3 separate regions of the Mus musculus genome follow, and regions 1 and 2 are each linked to region 3. The links are chromatin contacts, called in public Hi-C maps. All regions are on one chromosome and are shown on one strand. Each heading gives the region's core, a stretch centred on a gene start, on an enhancer-like site or on the middle of the called end of the contact. The rest is flanking DNA. Distances are from core to core; before and after follow the strand shown. Region 1 has its middle 13 kb from the start of Gm39911. Region 2 overlaps BC052040 (cDNA sequence BC052040). Region 3 overlaps BC052040 (cDNA sequence BC052040).

Region 1 (4,203 bases), core at 1,061-3,560, 200 kb after region 3:
TTATTCTTTTTCTCCTTCTTGTGTCCTGGTTATCTGTCCTCTCTTAATTTCTTGACTTGGGAAGTTAGCTCATTGACAAAAGGTCTTATTTGATAACACTGTTTGCAGTTATGTATTTCTCTCTGAACACTGCTTTTCCTATGTTTCCTAAATTTTAGCATGTTTCATTTCAAAGTATTTTTTAAATTTTCTTTTGTTGAAGAGGGGAAACTGATGTAGAGGAGAGATGTGAACTTCAAATTTACAGAGGCCTAACTTTGAGTATGGATAAAAATGACTTTGGTGCTTAGGGGTCTTTGAATGGATGTGAGAAAGGACATAGTTTTTCCATATTACACATGTAGACCACAGAGAAAGTCTTGTGCGCGCCCAACTCGACCATCAAGAACGACGCTGCAACAGGAACCTTCTGCACACGTTTATTGGGAGAGCTTGATTGCAGAGGCGAAGAGACCCCGAGCCCGGAACTGGTGCTGCTTATATAGGCCTAGGAGAGGCATGTCTCACACCCGGATTGGTTATGCACTAAGCCTCATTTGCATGTTCCTCATCTGATTGGCTACTCTCTCTCTCTCTATACCTCACAGAGCCTCATTATCATACCTAATTTACATGTCTCACATCTGATTGGTTATACTCTCAAAGCCTCATTATCATACCCGAGCCAGGCAGTGTCTTTGCAAAAAACTTTACTGCATATGTACACATTGGTTGTTTGTCCAAACTTATGTGTGGTGGCCAGCAGTAGTCAGTGCCACTCTGCAACGGCACATGTGGCTTCCCACAAGAAAGGAATGGGTTTGACCTTAACCAAAAGCAACATAATGGAATGGTAAGAGCTTTTAAAAATCTATTCAAGGGTAGATTTCTTCTATTCAACTTGTAGCTGATTTATGTCTTTAATTTATTGCTTTCTCATCAACAGTGTGAAAATTAGACACACTTGTTGGATGAAAGGTGATAATTCCATAGAGTGAAACATGGCAACATTTTGCCTAGAATGTGATTCTAATTCCTCACCGAGGAGCAGAACCACACTCATAGAGCCCAGAAAGATAAGCAGGCTGAGAGGCTACTGATGCCACAGCTTGCTTGCTTTCTTTCTTTCTTTCTTTCTTTCTTTCTTTCTTTCTTTCTTTCTTTCTTTCTTTCTTCCTATTTCAATTTAAAAAAAAAGTTCATATGTCTTTCTGCACAGATGTCTGTGCACCAGATGTGCACCAAGTGCCAGTGCATGTCAAAAGAGGGCATTGTGTTTGTGAACCATTATGTGGGTGCTGAGACTCAAATCTGGGTTCTCTCCAAGAATAGCCAGTACTTTCAACCACAGGGCTGCCTCTCCAGCCCCACTTTCTTTTTCCTTTATCACAGTTATTATGCAGGCAGTACACAATTAGACTGACTAGTGGAAGGAGCCCCATTCTGTTGGACCATAATATGGATTGAAAAGATAGTGTGGCTTCCCTCATTAAGACAAGCTATGATGTATGACACTAATTTCCTGAAAATAAACAAATAGTTACTAAATTCTTAATTTCCCCTGCTCTAGGTTCTTAATGAAAGTTTAACTTTCAATAACTGAAGTCTTCAAGAAGAGCAAAAATCTACCAGGTTCAACCACGTGCTCAATATTGTACTGCTCTGGGGCTGGCCAGGTGGCTCAATGGTTAACAGCATGAAATTCTCTACTGGAAGACCTGAGTTCAGTTCCTAGCATCCATGTGGGTAGTTCACAACTGCCTCTATTTCTGGTTCCAGGGCATCTGGTGCCCTCTTTTGGCTTTTGCTGGTACTGTGCACCTGCGTGAGTGCACACACACACAAAGAGAGAGAGAGAGGGAGAGAGAGAGAGAGAGAGAGAGAGAGAGAGAGAGAGAGAGAGAGGAAAAGGAGAGGACATAGAGAGGCACCACAGAGAAACACACAAAGAGACAGAGACAGAAAGAAGATAGGTATATACATAATTTAAAAATAAAAATTAACAACAACAACAACAAAAAGCTGCAAATATCTCTAAGCCCCAGCTAGTTCTCCTTTCCTTGCCTTTCCTTTATTTTCAATTCCATCTTCCCCATCTGGACCAGGTCATTCCCACCTGTAAATCTTTATAGTGCTTTGTTTATACTTTTCTCATGGCTTCTACACTTTTCTGTGAGTCATAAGGGCTATTTGGGCCCTTTTGTTGTTTCCCTGAGTGGATAATAAATTCCTGGAATTTATTCCTTGAAAGGAGGGACACTAGCATCCATCACAGTGTCCATCAGGACTGATTTTGGCCTTGCACAGTAGGGATGTTTAATTACTTCACAAAATAACGAGGCTGAAAATAGATGACAGTTTAACGACTTCTTAAAAGGCCCAAGTCCGATTTTCTCTTTACCATACTTGGTGCATTAGATTTTTATTTTCTTGCTTGTTAATTCACAGTTGTAAGATGGCTGTCCCAGAAGCAGGCATCTGGTTATTGTTCAAGACAAGAAGAGGGCAGAGAGGCAGCACTGCTGAGTCATCTGCTCATGTCTTCCCTTCCTTACAAGACAGAAAGGGAATCTTGCATAGAGAGTCTGATCAGCACCTCGTTCCATGGCTTCAACCCGCGTCTTTTCTCCAGAGTATGACTCAAGTTTCCACATGTGCTCAGTTTCTGCTAAAGAGATTTTGACTTTGGTCTTGGTGGAGGTTGTTTTGCTTTTGTTTTGTTTTGTTTTGTTTTGTTTGTTTTGTTTTGTTTTGTTTTCTGTGGCAGGGTCTTACTAGATAGCCCAACTGACTGCCTTAGACTTTACTGTGAATTCTAGGCTGGCTTCAAATGTGCAGTCTTTCTACCTCATGTCCACAAGGTCTGAGAGTACAGGTATGGTCCATCTCAGAGCATAACGCTCAGCTTGCCAGAACTGTAACTGAAGACTTGGACGGTCTCTATAAAGCCTTCCCAACACTCACAGTCTCCTGGATGCTAAACAAAGAACCAGAAGGCAGGCTCCTCACTTGGATGCCGGGGATCCTAATCCAGAGGAGTGTGGCCTTTTCCTCCTCACCTTCATAGCACCAGGAATTTAAACTCATGCCTCACCTCAACAAAGGTACAAATTTCATGATAGGGCTGACCTTCAGGAATGCTTACAGTCTGTCATTCTGTCCACTGTTAAGAATATGGACACTAACAGCCTCCCTTAGCTTCTTTTGTGACAGACAAAGAAGACCATACATGATCCCCATGGAATTATTACCTCCATGAGCGTCTCTGTCGATAGATGACTTTCATACCCAAGCACATGTTTAGTTACAGTTCTCAGGGTGTCAACAATAGGTTGATTAAACCTTAAATATGTTTCAGGTGAACACCATTTCACCCCGTACTTCAGTACAAATTGTGAGTCAATTATTTATGAGTGGAGCCCAATTTGTTTAAACCTCATTGACCTTTGATACAGTTATGACATATGTCTTGACTTGATTCTCCCCTCTATTGATTTGGTCTGGAAAAGGAAGACAAGAGGTGAAGTGGCCCCTCGGGGTAAGCTGAAATTGTAGGTTACAGCCATGTTAAATTGCTTTAGTATACTTGGTGTCCTTTGGAGTAGGAAAATGAAGCAATAAAGTAGGTTGATGTGAGTAATTCTTGTTTTTAAAAGGACCTTGAAGTGCTCTTAACAATATCACGGATTTGATAAGATCTGCTTCAGACTTCTTAATTTAGAATGAACATAAAGATGGCAAAGCCAAAGGAATGTTGAAATACTGGTGCTGTGCTAACAGCATCTAAGCTGGGTCCATGGGAGATAACTGGTGGGAATGCCTCACTATTGTCTGCCATGCATGGGGAAAATAACACAGCAGTCACCAACAGGAATTTCCTGGGGGGCATATCCAGGTGTACAGAATAGTTAGAAGGGCTTTTGCTCATTATTTACATGCCATCAAGTTCAGGCAGTGCTCAAAGTTGAGCAATTTTTCAAAATTTAGAATGTTAATTTTTGTGACAGCTAAACCTATTAAACCTGAATGTTCCCAACCTTCTCCTTCTCCCTCCCGCCACCCCATCTCCGACTGTCAGTGGTTACCGAGGAGCAGATGGGCTAAGTGAGGAAGGAGAGAATACAGGCAGACAACGGTAGTGTACACAGGAGGGAGGAGCACCAGAGACTGGAGAAAAGCGTAGACCTTGTTTGGAGATAAGAGTAGAGAAAAAAAATGTTAATA
Region 2 (4,201 bases), core at 282-2,781, 160 kb after region 3:
AAAATGATAATATCACAAAGTTGATAACAATCCAATATCTTTTTTTGAAAAGATATCAGAAATTGATAAAAAGGTTTTGTAGGGGAAAAGACTATGGCCAGACTATGACTACAGATGCTCCAAAAGGAGCACTGTGATCTCACTCACCCCTCGGTACCAAAGTTAGTTACTTCACCCACATCAACATCTCTGTAAACAGTCTCCAGAGAGACATAAGGGAGCAATGAAAGCCAGCCACATCTGACTCTTAACTCAGGCAGAAATGAAATGCAAAGCCAGGAAAGAGGCCTGAGGTGCTGCAAAGTGCCCACCTCACAGAAAGGCTGTACAAGTCACCAGCTATCAGTTTCAGTGAGTCATGTGCTTTGAAGCGGCTTAGGAAGTGATGGGAACCTGGGTGTGTCCAGTCACACTCCGATGTACAACACAGAGAGAGATTCAGTCTGCTAAAATGCAGCACCTTCCCCTTAGTAATCCAACAAATGTTTATGTGCACGTGGGCATCCGTGCTTTCCCAAGCGTTGTATCTTCCAACAGTACTATGGGCTGATGGTGTGGACTGCCTGCCCAGCATATGCAAGGGCCTGAGTTCAATCCTCAAAATGAGGAAAAGATGAGAGAGCATTACATCTGTTAAGTACTAAACACAGTATGCCAGAACTAAAGGACTCCAGTCTGTCTGTGTCAGGATAGACTGGAGCTGTTGTGTTCTGTGAGAACAGATTCTCTGACTAAAGCTGTATATGCATTTCCAAGAAGTGATAAGCAAACTACCATCTCCCTGCCCCCAGCAAACATATCCTGCTATCTTCATAGCAAGTTCTTCAGAATGTGAAAGGGGTCTTGCTAAACGGTGGGATGCTGATAATGTGGGTAGCAAACGCCTACAAGAATGAGCAAGAGGCATCTTGACTCTTATAACCTTGACTTTGAATTTAGTCTAAAACTTCTATACATTTTTAGTGGCATGTGAGAACAGATGATGCTGTAACAGGAGAAAATGGCAACATTTAAAATTCATAGTAGTACAAAACCATTACTTTTCCCTCTGGGCCCTTTGAACTTTAATAATGTCTGACCTGGTTGGCCAATAAGTTCTAAAAGCAGACAGAAGAAAATTGCCAATATTAGGTACTGCTGGAATGATTTCTCATTTAGAAAGATGTTACAAGTCCTTTTAAAAACAGGTCACCAATTTTGTGGACATTTAATTTCTTGAGGGAGTGGCCATAAAAAAGGGCAGATATCTTTGCCTAACACAAGATAAAAATCTAACTAAAATTGAGACTTCATATGTTCCAACTATCCCTACACATAAAGTATGGGCAAGTGCGCCCCCCCCCCCCCACATACACACACACAGAGTTACAAGTGAATCAATCCAATTGAGTGTGGTAAAAAAAAAAAAAAAATTAATGTAAAAGAAAGCTATTCCTTTTTTCCGTAAAGCAAATAGCACAAAAGCCAGTATCTTATTAGTCATCCAAAGGAGACAAATCACTAACTGCAAGCATTTAAAGGGCCTAGAGAAGCACACATTCATACTGTTTACATGACATAGTTGAAATGATTCATAAAAGCACAATTTGAGAGTCTACCTTGACTTAAGTCACTTAAAAGAAGTAAAACAACAGAAGAGCAAGCAGTTAGATGCTTCTTCATGACACTATTCCAAGTAGCTGTCCGCGTGCCCCTTACTTTTTTTTTTAAACTTGTGCTCCAAGGCACTTGTCACCTGCTTTGTCTTCAATGCAAAGACCTGCTTGCCAACTGCAAGTTTCCCACATTACCTAATGCTGTGACCTGTTTTTTTCAAAGTACTTACAAACTACACAGCAACATATCTTAGTTTTGAGTCACCTGAGTTAATACTCAGCCAGGAAAGGCCCAGGTGCACACCCTTCTCAGAAAAGTCACATTTCTAAACTGAGTCAGACATTAGATGAGGTTGTTTCCATTTCACTTATTTAATGTCCTTCCCAGAGTCTGTAGAAAACTTCCTTTCGGAGATCTGGCAGGGAATCACCATGGCACTAAAGCCTTTTCGTGGATTGCTTGTGATCTCCACTCTACCTTCACACAGGCAAATGAAAACTGCAAGAGTGGAAGCAACTCGCCCAGACCCATGGCACGAAGACTGTAGTAAAACACAGGCAAGGGCCAGACCTCCTGGCCTTTCTGAATCCTTAGACACGTGGCCTGGGACAGAGATGGGACTCTACCCAATGCTCACCTTGTAAGTAGGGTCCATTCACGACCACATGTGATAGCTCACACTTTTAAAACCATGGAACTCGGATGGTTCAGTGGATGAGAGCACTGACTGCTCTTCCAAAGGTCCTGAGTTCAAATCCCAGCAACCACATGGTGGCTCACAACCACCCATAATGAGATCTGACATCCTCTTCTGGTGCATCTGAAGACAGCTACAGTGAACTTATGTATAATAATAAATAAATCTTTAAAAAAAAACAAAACAAAACAAAACATGGAACTCAGTTCAGGTTTTCCCCTTTTAAGTTGATGACCCCTGGCTCAGTACAATTTCAATTATGGTTCAAGATCCCGCTTCTTTCATCTGTATGTCTTTAATTACAGCAGTTTACTAGCAACTCATATCAAAATATCATTTAGTTTACATGACATGATCAAGATATATTTATATGCATAATTTTAAAAGATAAAATTAAAAATACAATACTAAAACACTAAACTAACTCTTTAAATTATATTCAAGAAACTTCTTGCCAAGTTTTTTAAAAATATTTAACATACTGTCTAAAATAAAAACAATTTGTAAAAAACATGCTAAATAATAAAAACTTTAGCCAGGCAGGGGTGGTGCATGCCTTTAATCCCACCACTCAGGAGGCAGATACAGGCAGATCTCTGGGAGTTCCAGGCCAGCTTGGTCTACATAGGGAGCTACAAGTCAGCCAGGAGTACACAGTAAGACTCAAAAACTAAAAGTAAAAAGTAAAAATAAATACATTACCTACAAATAAAATAAAGTAAAATAAAATAAAGAGTAAGGAAAGACCAATTAATGGCAAAGAAGTTGGTTGTGATCCTTTGGGCCATTTTTTTCCAGAGAAGTGAAGATCCAGATGGAATGTACTCCCTCTCGAATTGGGGTCACATGAAGTGAGTCACTTCATGGCACAGACTACACTGAAAACCTTTTTAACAACAAATAATCTTTAGTGAACTTGCTATTCTCCATAGCTGGCTTTAAACATTGTAAAATGACATCTTTATATTCTGTGAGGTCCAGCATCAATTTTCCTGCAGATTTTATTTCCCTGAGGTATCAGCTATCAACCGAACACCATCCTGGCCGTAGTTTCTAGCCATCAGAGTACTGACAGACAGTCCACAATGGAGGCAGCAGAAGCCCCTTGCAGCTCCCTCCCTGCCAATGGTATCAAGTGCAAAGGCACCTGTTGCTAGGATTTTCCAATGACACTTATCATTTTATCCAACACAGTTTATTCAGCCTTGAGAATCAGAACCAAGAAAACACCTGCTGTCACCAAGATCACAAACTAACCCAGAAACTGCTACCAAAACAGCAGTGGAGAGTTAAGAAATCAACTCCTGCTTTGAAACCAAACTCAAAAGTCTGTGACTTCCAACCTGGATCAGTTAATCCCTAGACAGGTAGTAACTTTACTTACAGTAAATTAACCACCCCCCTAATTGCACAAAAAGGCCTTGGTGGTAATTGATGGGAACACAACTAAACATGAGTATGCCCTCTGGGAAGACAAAATCTACATCATACCCCAGAGCTTAAGGGAAGCGTGACTCCTATAAACAGGTTTTAACCCAACAGGAAAGAACTGGAAAAAATATTTCAGTGTGTGTTAAGAAAGTCCACTTGAAATAAAATACAAAGATACCAAGAAGGGAAATTAAACTACTAGAGACTGGTCTCACCCAGCAGCGGCCTTTTCACTAGAATCCAAAATGGCTTATTCTAGGTGCTTTTCAACCAGGTAATGAAAAGCCATTTCAGTTAAGAGCTGCAGTTCTGGGGTTACGTCATAAGGCCCCTTGTTGCTTGATATCCACCCTTCTACATGTTATCCCCTATACCATTTATTCCTGATTCGGGAACAACAGGTCAGCCCGGAGACTAAGAGGAGAGGACCCAAATTTCATTTCTCTGCTCTCAACAACTTTAAAGAGTGGTCAAATC
Region 3 (4,248 bases), core at 940-3,439:
CTTTGATTTCAAATCATAGTCAAACAACAACAAAAAATCTTCTAAAAAAAAATGGAACAAAAAATGAAAATTAGAAAAAGTAAAATTCTGCGAATCATACGCATGATACATATGAAGACCCACACTTTCTGTTCTCCTTCTGAGGAGCTGTGTGGGGTCTATCTATCTTCTGAGGATGTGTGCGGACATGTGGTTGTTGGACATGGCCTGTTTCCCAGTCCAAGAGACCTGCATGTGGTTCTTATGAAGACACTGTTTTCAAACACATAGTTCGGGATGAAGGAGAAATATAAAACATCTTGTAATTGTTTTAAAATAAACTCTTATGCCGTTTATTTAGTTTTTAATCTGCATGTTGTAGATTGGCTGTGCACTTGTTAATCACTGTTGTATGTATCTCCAGACAGAGCTGTAAATAACTTTTCAGTCCAAGTGAAACATGCCTGCATGTGTTTATGTGGAAAGTATGTGTCCTTAGGCCTGTGTGTAAATATGTGTACAGTGATAACAGATTAGCGATCATGTAATATAACATAATAAAGTCTGCCACTATGGTCAATTTAATACACAATGCAAATATCCCTTTTCACAGTATCTAGGAATGAAATAAAAATACAATAACTTGGTTCATTTCCTTTTTTTTTTTTTTAGCTCAGCAGGATCATGATTGTAAATTGAAATAACAAAAAAAAAAAAAAAAAAAAAAAAAAAAAAAAAAAAAAGAACCTAGCCATGGATTTTAAAAATACAACTTCATGCTAGGCCTACTAGTGTACACTTGGAATCCCAGCACTGGGGCAGTGGGAAGAAGTTCACGGTTTTAAGACTAGCCTTAGATTCACAATAAGTTCAGGGGTAGCTCGGGATATATAAACAGAATGACAACAAGAAGACACCCTAAAGCCAAACCAAAGCAACCCTAAACTTCCCTCACAAAAAAGAGCAAAAATGACAACTTCATCTTCTCTACGCAACATATTTTCTATAAAACTTAAAAATAAAAAAGTAACTAATATGCTGATTCACTTCAGGCTGTCACGCCACACAGAAAATAAACAGTCCTTTATATGGAAGACAAGCCAAATCCATATGCAAACACCATCCAAGTGACCCGAGATTCTCCTGCATGTTTCCGTAATTAGACATTGCCAAGTCCACATCAGATTATCTTGAAAAATGGCACTATGTTTCTTTGTACTATGCTGGATATTCTTAGATGCCATATTTGGGGTCTTTCTAACTAAGTTTTTTTCCCTCCTTCGACAGAGGAATAGAGCAAAAGAAGATATTCTTGGATAGATGTTTACTTCTAGCCTGGGCCAACTCCTCTGAACTGACCTGACAGGAATGTATACATATATGCGTGCATATTCAACCTGTAGAGTAAACAACAGGGCAGTAAAGAAAAGGTTTTCTCTTAAAGTTACATACAATTTAAGAATGATGTTGAAGAAAATCTATCTCCACTTAAATGGGCATGTACTTTATTTAATATATCAAATGCAAAAGGTTTCACAGGAAAAGAATAATTATATCAATGATGTGTTATTTGGCAAGTCTATCTAGAAAAGATGAGTTTTCAAATGATGTATTTATTCATCTCTTGGTCCCTTTAAATTTCCCACAATGCTTCCATTAGGGCTGGAGAATGAAGAGTGGGGTCAGGGTTCCCAAGAGACAGGAAACATTGGGGTAGAATCTTCTGAGATGATTAAGGTTGGTGAAGGTACAGGCTGGTATATTTCAAACAAGGATACCAGGGATGGGAGACAGACACACCCCTGGATGGGAAGAATTTGGCATAGCAGCAGTGGGGCAAGGGGAGAAAAGGAAACCTTCGAGATTCACATTGGGCCAAGGTCACATCCACTTTGAAAGCGCCAAAGCACCGAGAATGAGTGAATGCTTCAGGAGCACTTGGGTGCAAATCACATCTCACCACCTAGAATTTATTCCCAGCCTTCTTCCAAAAGTTGGGGGTGGTTTACAAAATTGGTTGTGTGAATTATTACATGTTTTCTCAGTTATTTCCCCAGGGAAACACGCCAAAGGCAAACCCATCATTTCAGCTGATTTAGTGTTTGGTGTCAGAGAATTCATAATTGATATGACAGGCATAATGGATAGTGATCACTGGCTTGGCAAAGCCTGGGCTGACTACCCACAGCCACACTGGTTCCGACTACTCTGCCCACCGACTCGCTCTGGTAAGTCCTGTGGTTATTTCCCAACTTCTGCTGCCCAACTTCCTGGATATGAGAGATGCATTTCTAAATAGTTGATTACATAATACTGCTTATGCAGTTTCTTCCTTCTCATGTGGACTTTTATTGTCAGGACTAGGACAGACCGAGTTTCTTTTACTTTGACTCAGTTCGCTAAAGATCACAGGGTAACTCAGAGTTCAGTGAGACATTTATCTCAAGGCACTAGGAGATTTATAGGTTCTGAATATATAAAAGTCTGCTTTAAAAAAACTAGAGTCTTCATCCCTGGCAAAGTCACATAACTGAGGGATTAAGGCTGATGTGTACTTGCCCTATAAATCTATCACTAGGCAAGTGTGATACAAGGCTTCAGGTATGCGAGAGCCCAATTTGCTCTAAATGGGTAGTTAAATTGTCTCTTCTTTACAGCAAGTATTTCATGATAAGGAAAATCTCTTTGGATAAACAAATCATCTCTCCGCCCCTACAACACCCCCAAATAAAACTGTTCCATTTTCCATCATGGAAGAAAATGTTGGAAATGAGAAAAACAAATTAGAAGCCAAGAAGAAAAGGATCAGGTAAGTGAAAGTGAAAAAAATTCATCCTGCGCACATACACACACACACACACACACACACACATACACACACACACACACACACACACACACACACACACACTCTCTCTCATATAAATAATTTTGATAGCTATCAAACTTAAACTTTTAGAATAGAAGCTGTCTGAGGGTCGCTCCTATTTCAGGGCACACAGGACTTAGTCGATGTTTATTTAGTTGGGTGTGAATCTGCAAATGCATACATCTGTGTAAGGCCCTGCACACCTATCCCCCAAGTCAACCCCCAACAACACTTTTGCTAATAAGTCTACCGCACAGGGACGAGAATCTGTCTTATAAGAGCAAGAGAATAAGCCTTGAATTAAAGCCACATTGTCCTTGTCTGCACGCTGTGAATGCTGGTAGGTCCCTGTGTTTTGTAGAGTGTCCTGCCATGGTCTTTGGCCTGGGAGAAACCAAAAGTACTAGTCCTGAGAAGACTCCTGTTGCAGGCTTTTGTTGTTAGGACTTGTGGGAATTAGTTGTTAAGAAGCAAAGCAAAGCAAAGCAAAGCAAAGCAAAGCAAAGCAAAGCAAAGCAAAGCAAACCCCCAAACCCCCTGAAGCCGGTTGCTGCACACAGGTGGTTTTTAGTTCCTTTTAAATACAATCAATCTAGGGAGGCTTTTGTTTACAGTAGCTCTTATCTAGATGATAAGGTTGTAAAAACATCAGTCAAAATGAAGTACCACTGTTCCCACCAGTTTTATTTTTATTTCCCTTTCCAAATACCTTAAGGTGTTTAAGATGAGTGAAGAGATATCAAACTATTACAGTGAACAACTTGCCCTCCTTGAACAACAAATCCGATCCTGGAATACTGCCCCACACAGGTTGGCAGAGGTCTGCAGACCTCAGAGCTTCACTTTTCAAAGCAATACATAGTCTCTCTCCCTCTCCCTCTATGTATGTATGTATGTATGTATGTATGTATGTATGTATGTATGTACCTACCTTCCTACCTACCCATCCATGCGTGTACATGCCTATATGCACACCAAGTTGATCTTTCCAGTGTTTCCTACAGAGCTTTTTAAAAGAAAATTGTATGGCTTCTATATCAGAACCTGTCTTCTCCCATAAACAGTCATATGCAATAAGATGTCAGAAGAGAAATAAAAAGAAAAGGAATGCAAAGAGGAATGTGAACTTGGAAGGTCAATTTTATTGCTATAAAACTTAAGTTGGTGAAGGTTCAGGCTGGGTAAGATTCTTAAAGGTTTAGCTTAATTAGTGCTGGAGTTGCAGGATGAAGCCATGAGCCAGGGATATTACCGTGAAGAGGGACACTGCTGAGGGGCTGAAAAGACCCACCTGGGTACAGGCACCATCAGGACCAGGAGGACCCTGGAGGGTTAATGGCAGGGCTGCTCCTACACGAAGGCCTGAGCTCATAAGTCCTGGGCTTTAGGAGCCCAGGAAC

What was found. Hi-C and Micro-C count contacts between places; a contact is called where the count stands out from the background.
Region 1: a Hi-C map of uterus shows a contact between it and region 3, with 6 times the contacts expected there. The contact joins two enhancer-like sites. A contact is called at or near these places in 1 of 39 promoter capture datasets (hippocampal neurons), 3 of 484 Hi-C or Micro-C datasets (bone marrow-derived macrophages and uterus) and 1 of 115 datasets of contacts at active chromatin or transcription factors (embryonic stem cells).
Region 2: a Hi-C map of uterus shows a contact between it and region 3. The contact joins two enhancer-like sites. A contact is called at or near these places in 8 of 484 Hi-C or Micro-C datasets (the C2C12 cell line, the HPC-7 cell line, nephron progenitors and 1 more).

Annotation. Positions count from the first base shown.
Region 1 is chr2:115,561,943-115,566,145 of GRCm38.p6, reverse strand. No RefSeq gene overlaps it. Among named protein-coding and RNA genes, the nearest start is that of Gm39911, 13 kb to the right of the region's middle. Within about 2 kb of position 2,310, at least 7 of the 459 cell types and tissues checked have an H3K27ac peak or open chromatin away from gene starts, as enhancers often do. A contact at or near this core is called in uterus, where this site is marked.
Region 2 is chr2:115,606,836-115,611,036 of GRCm38.p6, reverse strand. All of the region lies in intron 1 of BC052040 (cDNA sequence BC052040), which reads right to left. Among named protein-coding and RNA genes, the nearest start is that of BC052040, 27 kb to the right of the region's middle. Within about 2 kb of position 1,531, at least 32 of the 459 cell types and tissues checked have an H3K27ac peak or open chromatin away from gene starts, as enhancers often do. A contact at or near this core is called in the C2C12 cell line and uterus, where this site is marked.
Region 3 is chr2:115,763,077-115,767,324 of GRCm38.p6, reverse strand. The region is part of intron 10 of BC052040 (cDNA sequence BC052040); the gene reads right to left. It overlaps Gm52524 (a long non-coding RNA gene), which reads left to right. Exons shown (of 3, transcript XR_003953890.1): 3 at 1-646. Among named protein-coding and RNA genes, the nearest start is that of Gm52524, 12 kb to the left of the region's middle. Within about 2 kb of position 2,189, at least 45 of the 459 cell types and tissues checked have an H3K27ac peak or open chromatin away from gene starts, as enhancers often do. A contact at or near this core is called in the C2C12 cell line and uterus, where this site is marked.